Linked DNA regions of Rattus norvegicus: regions 2 and 3 are each linked to region 1. Evidence: chromatin contacts called from public Hi-C data. All regions are on one chromosome and are shown on one strand. The core of a region is the stretch at or near the end of the contact, and the rest is flanking DNA. Distances in the headings are between cores, read along the strand shown. Region 1 holds the start of Tekt5l1 (tektin 5 like 1). Region 2 holds the start of Plgrkt (plasminogen receptor with a C-terminal lysine). Region 3 holds the start of Jak2 (Janus kinase 2).

What was found. Hi-C and Micro-C count contacts between places; a contact is called where the count stands out from the background.
Region 2: a contact with region 1 is called in a Hi-C map of hepatocytes, with 2.1 times the contacts expected there. The contact joins the promoter of Plgrkt here to the promoter of Tekt5l1 in region 1. A contact is called at or near these places in 8 of 12 Hi-C or Micro-C datasets (Schwann cells, hepatocytes, kidney and 4 more).
Region 3: a Hi-C map of psoas muscle shows a contact between it and region 1, with 2.1 times the contacts expected there. The contact joins the promoter of Jak2 here to the promoter of Tekt5l1 in region 1. A contact is called at or near these places in 3 of 12 Hi-C or Micro-C datasets (the Rat2 cell line, mammary epithelial cells and psoas muscle).

Annotation. Positions count from the first base shown.
Region 1 is chr1:236,116,462-236,120,240 of GRCr8, reverse strand. Tekt5l1 (tektin 5 like 1) reads left to right here and starts at 1,747. Exons shown (of 5, transcript NM_001402563.1): 1 at 1,747-2,372; 2 at 2,468-2,658. It overlaps Cdc37l1 (cell division cycle 37-like 1), which reads right to left and starts at 1,611. Exons shown (of 7, transcript NM_001011941.1): 1 at 1,384-1,611. The coding sequence starts at 1,515.
Region 2 is chr1:236,522,767-236,526,545 of GRCr8, reverse strand. Plgrkt (plasminogen receptor with a C-terminal lysine) reads left to right here and starts at 1,706. Exons shown (of 6, transcript NM_001106347.1): 1 at 1,706-1,889; 2 at 2,766-2,873. It also overlaps a transcript of Cd274 not described here.
Region 3 is chr1:236,406,921-236,410,699 of GRCr8, reverse strand. It overlaps Jak2 (Janus kinase 2), which reads right to left and starts at 1,795. Exons shown (of 25, transcript NM_031514.1): 1 at 1,748-1,795; 2 at 1,353-1,435.

The sequences.
Region 1 (3,779 bases), core at 498-2,997:
GTTCTTAGAAGTAATGACTTTGCAAATTTTATCACCATTTAAAGGCCTTCTCATTCAAATAAAATTGTACAGCGTTTCTGCAGATAGGCACTGCAGAGGTAGGCTGGAAAAAACACTGGACTGGGGGTCATGAGTTCTAGTGGGGACTCTGCCACTATCTAACTAGATAACCCTGGGATATCTCCTTTAATGAAGGCAATAAAAGCCTCTTTAACCCCCATCACCTAAACAAATGCACAGGTAAAATAATTAGTTTCAAGATACCGGGTTTCTTGGATTACTTCTTTTTGCATCAACCACAATGCACTGAAATTGAGACAGTTTTCCCTTGACTGTCCAAACGGACAGCAATAAATTTTTGTTTTCTCCCTCTGTAATACTATGTTTACACAGATGACACTAGAGCTCTGTAATTAGTGGATGACTACTGACCCATCAACTCTCATTCTGCCTCACTTTCCCGATGACTAGTGGGATGACTGTAGTCTGTGGCTATGAAACAGCACACTTGTGTGTGAGCCCAATCAACTCAGCTGGTTGGCAGAATTAACCTACACTTGCCGGCAGACGATTTAAACCAGTCATCTTTAAGAAAAGCTGTTATAAAAGCTGTCATTACATTTTTGCAAAAACGCCTAAGAATCAGCCATCTACTATCAATTTCATTGAAAAGATTAGGGTTTTGTATGTGCTTTTGAAATCTAGTTCACAACACACCCAGGTGAGAAGTCAGCCATAAAAGCCTAAGTGAGATACCACACTTGACAGTTTCTGATGCAGGACAGCTGGGTTGAAAAACACACGTAATGTCAGAACTTCGGGTGGAAGTCTGAAAGAAAAGCCAATTCTGTGGCTGTACGTTTTCACTGGAGACTGACACGGAATGAAACTATGAATACAGTAAGGGACCAATGATAGAAACGGAGGTGTGTGCAGCGTCAAAGGCGAGGCTTACAGAATTTGCTGAGATATCAGCGTGGGAAAGAGCACGTGAGATGTTTATGTCAGGACTCGGTGTACTATTATAGAAGTACAATCACACTCTGTTCCTATCAACTGTGCACAAAGTAGCTGGAGCTTGTAATAAAGGCTCGGATGAAAGCACGCACAAGAGGACAAAGGGTCAATGTTATGTAGGCTGAGCTGCCCGCAAAGCTCCACGCTGACACGAGAGAGGAGGAGGAGGAACCTCTTGCAAAGGTGAGGGGCAACCAGCCCAGGTAAAAGGACAAGTGTGCGTGGACGTGGAGGTCGGGAATGCGCGCGTGGCCACCTCCTTTCTCGTGGAAGATGCTGCCAGGGCTGTGGCTTGGCATCAGTCCCCCGCGATGCCCGCAGACATTTCCCATCCCCCGTCCCTAGCAGAACGCAGGCCGCTGTTACCTGGGCGCCGCCGTCCGGTACCGGAGAGTAGTGGGAAGAAGAGGGGGACACGTCTAAGTCACTCTCTTCCTCGGTCTCCCCGCCAGTCCTCGGGAAGCTCCAGGGGCCCGGTGGCGGCCACGGCTGCTCCATGTCCCACTGGTCCGGGCCCGACAACCGCCACCGCTAACGGCCCTGGCGTGAGTGGAACCTGCTGGGCGGAGCCAGCCGCCCAGCCGGCCACGGTCGTTACCCAGAATCCCTCTGCCGCTGGCGAAGCCGATGCACCCCCGGAGCAGGCCTGGACTGTGCCGCCGGCGGACTGCGGAAGAAGAAGTAGCCGGTCAGTGCGTCATTTCCGGTGGGCGTGGTCGGGCGTGCCCACCTCTGGACTAAGAGAGAAAGTCTGGCGCTTAGGTCCTGGGAAGCTAACTAGGGTTTCTGTTGGTTCGGATCCGAGCGGTCCAAGGGTGTTCTGACTTGTCCCTCTTCTGTATCAAAACTACAGCTTCTTCGTGCACAGGAGTCTAAGTTGGAGTCGAGGGGGGCCGTTTTAGAACGCAGAACCAACTTTCCTTTAGCTTCAAATTTCCCACTACAAGACTGGTCTCCAAACCCTCTTACAGCAGAGGAGGACACTAAAAATAAAATTCCGGAGCAAGCACGTTTGTAAAGAATTGAAACAAGTAGTAGATATCAGAGGACTTTCTGTCTCTTGAATCTTTTAGAACCGTGAAGATCCGTATGCTGGCTGTCTCTTTTCTTTTTGAGCCAAAATGAGCCCCCATAGCCCGAGAATACATTTAAAGAGAAAAACCCAAAGATTGGGAATGTACCCTAGCGCTCACTTAACACAGACAAGACCCTGATTTCAGTTTCTAGGACCAGGGAGAGAGAAACAGAGACATCGAAGAACTAGAAAAGCCTAACTTCACAACCTGCATGTTTAACAATCAGGCTTGTTATACGATAAGACAACAGAATATCAATCTTTCACCTTTGATTGACTGGTAAACTAACTGTGTGTGGGGGTTGGGTGGGGCAGGGAGGTACACAGCGGGTAGGCCAGAGGACATCAGTTCTCCTGATCTGTCATTTTTCACAGCATTCCCTTGAGACAAGGTTTCTCATTGAGCTTGAAGAACTGACACCAAGCCTTCTGTCTCAGTCCACTTACAGAGCTGGGGTCAGAGGTGCAGGCTTGTTGGGGATTTGAACTTAGGTACTCGTGCTTGCTCCGCTAGTATTTTTACCTACGACATCATCTGCCTTAGCCCTGAGTGGAAGACTCTAAAGGTTAGTTAATCCTAATGGTTGAGTAGTACATGAGAAAAATGTTGTTACAAATGCTGTGTAACATTTAAGGAAGAGGGATGACATGAGAAGCTTATGTGCTTAGGTTCTGCTCTTTCATAACCAGGAAAATATCCAACAGTATTTTTACAGCAGTATCCAAAAATGTATCTATGAAGATGTTTTGAGGGTAGTAAAAGAAAGCTAAAAATAAGTCGAAGCAATGGAAGAGTAGATCTCAGTGTACTGATTGGGGAAGTATCTTTGAAATGAACTAGAAGTGGTGGTACAAGTCTGTAATCCCGGGAAAGGCTGAGGCGAGAGGATTATCCAGTTCACTACCACCCTGGGCTACATAGATGGGGCACTAAGTTAAAGAAACCACATTGCAGAATTAGCTTATATAAAGTAAGAACTTGCAGCTGGTTTGTTTGTTTGTTTGTTTTAAAGAGCAGGGCAGAGAAAGAACAAGCTAGAAAATTAGAAAATATTGCCAGAGTTGGTTTGAGACCAAGCAGAGCAAATAAACAAATAAATAAATAAATAAAGTAAGTAAGTAAGTAAGTAAGTCAGAGGTTGAGAGAGAAGTCAGATTGAATCAGTTATCTTGGAGAAGTGTTTGAGTGAGACACCTGACTTGAACCAGCCAGCCGCTGCTCAGAAAGAACTAGAAAGACTGAGCTTATTTAGACACAAGACTCAGAGGCTGAAAACATTCTCAGCCTAGATGAGATTTGTGGAGCTAGAAGCTTCCAGGGCTAGGTCTAGGTTGACAGATTGCAGTAAGCCTCGGAGATGACAATTATTCAGGAGAATAAAAGATGCTTTTATAAAAATCTTGGAAGAGATAGAAGAGATGTAATAATTACTTTGGTGACTAAGGCCAGGGATGGAAAATTCTGAGGGTCTTAGTTTCCTACTTAGCCTTCCTGTATTGTGCTGATTGTTACAGGATAATTGATTATTGTTTATAGAAAACTCAATGGTTATAGACACTACCTTTGTCAGATGCGGTTAGGTGTGTCCTTATAGATACGGTTTGGCGTGCCACTGCAAGTCTCAATAGATAAGCATGCTAAAATGTAAAAACCTCCTGCCTACTTTAAGGCAAGTTGCTTGGGAGT
Region 2 (3,779 bases), core at 457-2,956, 410 kb before region 1:
GACTTGTAGGGTAGTTTTTACGAGTTGCAGTTCCTGACGCTGGCTCTACTTTAAGGCTGTAGAAATGGCAACATCTTACTCAAGCAATTTACATGATACAAGTAGGAATCACACCCCGAACGATGCTCCAGTGTCTGATACACAGAGGCCACACTGGGGGGACTTGACGTGAGCATCTTTATCCACTGCTATCACAGCGTGTGCGTTTTCTGGCCCCTCAGTTAAACCTTGACTTGTATGCTCCAGCAATGCTATGCCTACAGCCCAAGACAACTGACGGTATGCTCACAAAACTAACCGCGTTGTTCCTACTAGACTAACTAGAACCATCCAAGTGTCCCTCCGTCTGAACGGATACACAAAATGTCTTATATTCATACGCCGGACTACTTTTTAGTCCCAACAAGAAATGGAGCCATGAGCCATGCTATAATGTACTCGTTTGATTTTTGTTTCTAATTTACACTTAATATTTATTTACTCTCTGCGCGTGCAAGTGCACACTTAGGGACGTCAGAGGACAGCTTGCGAAAATGGGTTCTTTCCTTCCACCATGTGGATCTCAAGAACAGAACTGGGTCTCAGGGTGGCAAGCACATTTACCCACTGAGCCACCTCACCAGCCCCCATACTGTAGCTTAGATGAACACACACACACACACACACACACACACACACACGCACACACACACACACACACACACACACAGTGTTAAAGTAAAAGAATCCAGTGAAAAGTCCGTTTCATTTATATGATCTATCTAGAATACATAAGTCTTTGAAAAGGTCAAAAATAGATTAAGATGGGTTCTATAGGTTGACTGCATGTGTCATTGTCCCATAATGATAGGTTCTATTGATTGACTGAGAAAAACAGCTCATGATGAAGGAACGATCTGCTGTGATCTCGCCCACAGAGCGCAAATGTTAACCACCTCCACTCCCAGCCTCCGGGGCCGAAAACATGTTCTAAATCTTTCTCTTTGAAGATACAACCCTGCATGTTTAACATTCTTGTGCTTATCTGCAGGTACAAGGACTTCTGTCCTTCCTACAGTTTACAGAGCTGGGAACAGAACAGAGGCCAGTTTAGTCTCCTGATCTGCTGCCCATCACTCTCCAAAAGCATTTACTCCTAGCTACATGTACCTGCTCCCATAAATGGGACTAAAGATACTGTTGCAATTTCCCCATCTAAAAGTCAGAATCCGGAAGACTGAAGCTAAGAGCATCTATACAAGCCTGCTAGGCTAGATGTGCCTGAAAGTTGTCTTCTCTAAGGTGTGGTGTCACCCAAGGATAAGACGGGGCCCTTCCTAAAGGCTGTGAAGCATGTACTATTTTCCCAGCCGGTTGCATAGCAAGTGCTAATGGGTCCTTGAGTGTTTCCTCAGTGAAGCAGGGAGCTGTACTCTAGACAGACAATGCTGGTAGGAGTATGTAATGTGGAAAGCACATAAGGAAATATGGAAATTCTGGCCACTGTTTGCTTTTGTTCCCTGTTTTCTCTTTGCGATTTGATGGTGTCGTTTTTTTACAGGCTGGGGAACCCGAGGACTTGAAATGACATTTCCATGCTGCTTCCTCCACCTTCCCTCAAAATCACACACTATACTGGACCCTGCAGCTTGGAATTTGCCGCTCTTGCCCGCCCCACACACCTCCCGGCTCCAGGCGCCTGCACCGGAAGGACATCCCAAGCCTCCTCCGGCACCGGCACCGGAGCACTTAAAGGAGCCAGAGGCCACGCTGATTGGTTGAAGCTCGTGAGCCACTGTCAAAGCCAACCAATCCTGGGTCTCTGCTGAGCAAGGTACAGTCTGTGCCGCGATCGCTCTGGAGCTCTGGCTAGAGGCCTCTGCAGTGGCCACCGCCCCGCACCGCGTCGCGTGAGTGCATCGGGCAGCAGGAACCTGGGAGGGAGGGTCGGCTCGGTTGCATGGCCCCGCACAGCTGCAGCTCCGGCTAGGTAGGGAAGGCCGGGCTCTGGGTTCTGCTGATGTCCCCAAGGCTGACAGGTATTGCCAACCCGGTACTGTGAGTGTGACCTCTCCATACCATTGTCGCCAAGTTGGGACAAGTCTGCTGAGTGCAATGGACAGGGAAATGGAGTACCTTTAGGGAAATACCTAAATGACGATAAACTGGCTCAACAGAGCGAGAGTGGAAACAAAACAAAACAAAAAACACCCCCAGAGGCTATGTGCTTCCTTCTAGGGAACATGCTTTGGAAGGTTTATTGAGAATGGTTGTGACGATGTGACCAACCAAAAATTCTGGTACTAAATAAGGGAAGAAATTCTTTTCCTTCTAAATTGAATCCTGGTTCCTAGGATGGCCAAAGAAAGTCTGTCTGAGATTTGCACAATCAACATACCCTCCCCAACACACCTTTCCAGGGTAATTTGAATCATGGGCGCTTGGAACTGGAGCATTAACACCACTGCTTCCCCACCCCCACCCAAAACAAACAAATGAACAAACAAACAAACAAACAAATAAAAACAAAACAGGAGCAGCCTGGACTTACGTCAGTATCCTTCATCCTCCAGAACACTGTGGTTTTCTGTGTCGCCTGTAATAAAATCAGTTTGGGGCCACTCTTACTTATTGCTGATAGCGTTTTGTCTCTGGGAGTGAGAAATTTGAAGGTATTTGGGACGTCCTAAGGAAAGGGTGCAAAATGGCTTTGTCAGGTATGGGCAGAAGAGGTTGGAAACACTGTTCAAGGGTGAAGTTACAAGGTGTGGCATACTCATTTACAGGTGATCTCCAGAGGGACACTCCTACCTTCCTTCTACCTTTAGCTGTGAACCTGAGATTTCCCTGACACATCCAAAGTCCAAGTCCAAGAGTGCAAGGCCCAGAAAGAGGTAAGCTTAAATCCCAACTTTCCAAAGTGTTTCTCTGCTCTCCTTGAGATGACTGATGGGAAGATTGTCCTACTACTTCAAGGGAGGGAGAGCTCACCCCCTTAGAAAGCGTGTGTGTGTGTGTGTGTGTGTGTGTGTGTGTGCGCGCGCGCGTGCCCATGTGTGTGCGTGCGTGTGTGTGCTCGAATGCGCAGACTAGAGAACAGTAGGTTTCTTTTAAGATGTTTGAAGATTCTTGCAACAGGTGAAAAATTCAACCAAAGTTTGCCTTCTGCTGGACCATTCCTATTTTGCACAAGCGTTTGTGTATAGTAGAAGCCACAGAGACTATCAAGATGGATGATAACGTTTCTCAGTTGGAAATGACTCATGTGAGCTGCCAATGCTTAGATAACAGAGTAGACAGCTAGATCCCCCTCCCTGATGAGCACCCTCTGCCCCTGCTCATAGGGTGCTGAGTGGGACAGTGACAGACAGGAGGAATCCTCATAACGTCCCAGGCCTGCTTAGGGCTCTCTCTCTCTCTTCCTAGGAAGTAGTTCAGCCTCTGTTAGCCTTACAGCCGAATGGCTCAAGGGCCACTTATTTCCAGGATGTGTTTTCTGTGTCTTTGTCTGAATACAGGGGAGTCATTGAAACTTGGCTGTCAGCTCACACTCCCCTGGAGCCCGACTAACAGGGTAACCATCCCAGTTGAGGTGAAATGCCCCTGTTCTCCGTGCTCATTTCCAGGGTCACTCTAAAGCCAGGGATTTCCTTGTGAGGAAAGCTGTGGAAATAACTGTTGTCTGGGATTCCCTCAGAATACAGATAAACCCTGGTTGTGAAACATTGGACCTGACTGCCGTGGCGTGCAGGCATTCGACAGCCTAAGACTGAAGAAAGCAGAGTCATCGTGCATTCCCC
Region 3 (3,779 bases), core at 546-3,045, 290 kb before region 1:
GGACTGACCACCTATGCACCGCCCAGCTAGAAACCTCCTTTGCCTGACCAGCTACGAGAAGCTAAGACTTTCAAAAGTGGCCGAACCATTCACTACTCTGTACGCATCCCACCAAGGCTCGCACAATGCTCTAAGAAAATAAATTGTAAGTAATACAGCCATGAAACGGAAAGAACACCATTATCCTAACCTAGGTCCACACACTCAGATCTAACTCCAAAGTCAATGGTCTTTTCCTATTTTGCCAGAAAAGGAGTCCATCTTTCAAGAATAACCTATCTGGTTATTGGCAGAGAAAAAACATGTTTGCTTTTCTCATTCAAGACACCTTCAAATTACAAAGGAAAAGACACTAAAAGAAACGAAGCCGGGTGGGTGGTGGCGAAGGCTTTTAATCCCAGCATTTGGAAGGCAGAGGCAGGAGATTCTCTGAGTTGGAGGCTAGCCTGGTCTACAGGGCAAGTTTCACGATCCTCCACAAAGGCAAAACCAACCCTGAGTGCTCGCCTACACGTTGTAGCCTACACGTTGGGCAGCTTCCAGTCCAGGTAAATGTTATCGCCTGTAGACTACTGAGTACTATTAGGAGAAGTCCTGGACACATCCAGTCTGCAGATGCACCACACTCAAGCGAACTCACATACAACCAAAGGATCTTAATATCTGGAATAGTAAACAGGTAGAGGACATAGAGAAAGAGGACCAAAAATTGATGATTCATTTTCAAATCTGCTGGGAATTATATCAGACTATTTGCAGTAAGCCAACAATTCACTCATACAAACCTATTATGAAACCAAAAGCAACCTCCCACTCTCTTATTCCCACTTCTGTTTCCCTTCTTCGCATTTCTCCTCCTCTCTGTGACAACACTCAGTGGCTCCTGCCCTTTCATTCCTCTGACAGACTAGTAACCACCGGAAAGCAAACTACGTACATTCAACCGACAAGGCAGGTGAATACAGGAAGCATTCAATGTGGCAGCAGAAACTCAGCAAAAACAACCAGTGTGTTCCCTCAACCCGTATTTCTAATTACTTGAAAATTAAGACTCGGGCTACCTAAAGAGAAAGGGGAGAAGGGGACGACTTCTTTTTTTCCTCTCTGCAAGACCACACTGTAAAGCCAACAAAGACTGCTTCTTAAAGGATCCAAGAGACACAATAAATACCACCCAATTATTCTCCCACAGCAACAGGAAAAGTTCAACACTGCCATTTTCGCAGTAAGCAACAATTAGCCCTGTCGTTCTACACAAGCATCCAGCCTCCCTAGCAGGCACTGGCTCGCAGATCTCAGACGCCCTTGTCTTTAACTGCAGCACCCAGGCAGCCCCGAGATCTAACACCCACCTTCCCGGGAGGGGAAAGAAGGGCCTCTTCTTCTGTGGAGGAAAAACAGTTCACATCTTGTTCCCGTCGCCTGCTTCAGGAACCTAAAAACAGAAACAGCAGTCACTAACTCAGAAACCCGGGGCAAATAGATGCTTTTTCCCCCCAGCGCTGTTTAGACGTCTAGAAAAATTTACAGAAGAATAAGAAAGAGGGTGGGTCGGGTTCTAAGGCACACCGGGATGCGTGCATTTATCAACAGCCAGCCACTCCTTCCTAGGCTGTCGGAAACCCGCAGGTTTTCTAGCTTTGAAGTTCCCTGCCAGCAGAGGGGGGCTAAGTGGCGAGCAGGAGGCGGGACCGCAGGGAGAACCGCTGCCCCCCACCCCCATCCAGCAGCAAGGGACTGCACCCACCGGCGACACGGGTCGGGCCACACAGGAGCGCCCGGAGGCGCGCAGGATCCGCTCCTCCGCGACGTGTCGGGAGGGCCGAGGTCTAGGGAGCCCCCGGGCCGGGCGTAGGGTCGAGCGGCCGCCAGGCTGGGCCCTAGGGGGCCCTCCCGCGCGGGCTTGGCCCGCACTCACATCCCGCAGCGGCGGACCCGGGAGCCGCCTGCAACCCTCGTCCGGACCGGCGCCTCCGGACCCGGGGCCGCGGCCGAGGCGCCGACGCCGCGCGAGCTCGCCCAGAGCCGGGGCCCGCCCAGCCTGTCAGCTCGGCGGGAGGCCGGCGGTAGCCGCTGCTGCCCCCTTTCTGCTCTGCCTCAGCTTCCTGCAGCCCACGCCACGCCCACCGCGCGCCGAGCCCGTCCCCGCCCTCCAGGGGCCGCACGCCGCCTCGGCTCGGCCAGCGACTCCGGCTCAGTCGCCCCTGCGCGGCGGGCTCTGTCGCGGCGCAGCCTCAGGCCGAGAGCCGAGGAGCCGGGCGTAGGCAAGCCAGCGGAGGTGGGGCGGAGGCGGAGGCGGAGGCCGGCACGTCCCACTGCGCCTGCGCCGCCCGCGGGGCTGGGCCCAGGCTGGGGAGGCGGTCGCGGGCTCCGGGGAAGCGGAGGCGCGCGTGGAGATTCCCGGGGCAGCCCCAGGGCGAGAGCGCGCGAGGAGGAGGAGCGAGGCGGGTGCGGGTTAGCGCAGTCTCTGGGCGTGCTTGCGGCCTCCGCTCGCCGAGGAGCCGGCTGGGAATGAGTCAGCCCGGCCGGGAAGGCCCCGGTGCGTCCGAGCTGATAGGATAGGCAGCCGCTGCCTCCGCGGAGACTTTCCCCTTCCTGCTTTCGCTTCCACATGTGGCTCCCTGCCCTAAGCGCTCAGCCCAGGGGACGTGGCACCGTGGACCGGGCACTGAGACCCAAATCTTCTGTTAGCCACCACTTCTGCAAAGGGGCGGGTTGGAAGAAGAAACGACACGCAGGGTCCCAAAGAGCCACGTTCATTCATTGAAGAACAAAGTCTCCCAAGGATAGCAGATGAAGACAACCTCCATTCTATATACTCTATTCTCATAGAAACCACAAAATACGCTTTAAATCTGCACTGTGCTGTGTGTGTGCTTGCCAGTAACATGGACACACACACACACACACACACACACACACACACACACACACACACACACACGGATCTGAGTGGAGATGTTATTTTGGGATGACCAGAAAAGAACCCCTAGAGTGACATTTGAGCAGAAACTTGAAGGATGAGAACGATCCAGTCCTGGAACTATCTGGTTTCAAGAAAGCTAAAAATGAGAAGGATTTCTGAAAAGGGGATGTGTTTGGCACTTTTAAGGACCACGAAAGAACCCTCTATGGAAGACAGTAAAAGGAAAGGGGCTAAATAATAAGAGTTCAAAGAAATAACTGGGGCCATTCTGTATAGGGCTTTTTTTTTTACTCTTAGCCCCAGGTTTGTGAACCGAAATGAAACATGCATAACACCCACAACCCCCTTGCATACATGATGCATTCAGATCTTACATCTAGTGATTTTCTTTTCCTTCATTTTTGAGTCAAGAATTCACAATGTAGCGCTTACTAGCCTCGAAATCACAGAAATCCTCCTACCTCTGCCAGGAGAATGCCGAGATCAAAGGTGTGTGCCGCCGCACAATGCATGGTTTCTTTAAGTAATTGTCATCAAAGCGAACGATAACGCAGGCAAGGAAAACTAGATGATTGACAATAGGCTTGCAGTATTTAAGTCCTTTGTCAACCCACACAGAAAAACCGAGTCGCTCGTTCATCATCATTTACAGTGAAAACCGTTTTCAGTGAAGTAAGAGTGAGCTGGTGCTAGTCTTGAACGTTGAGCTCTTTTTACTCTGTCCTGGGATGGTTTCCAGCTCTCGGTGTAATTCCTAGTAGAGGCACAAGCTGGAGATTTGCTGCACCCGTTAATCTTTTCACAAAGTTCCTGCATTCTCTGATAACGATAAGGGAGAGTTCCAAGGAATCTG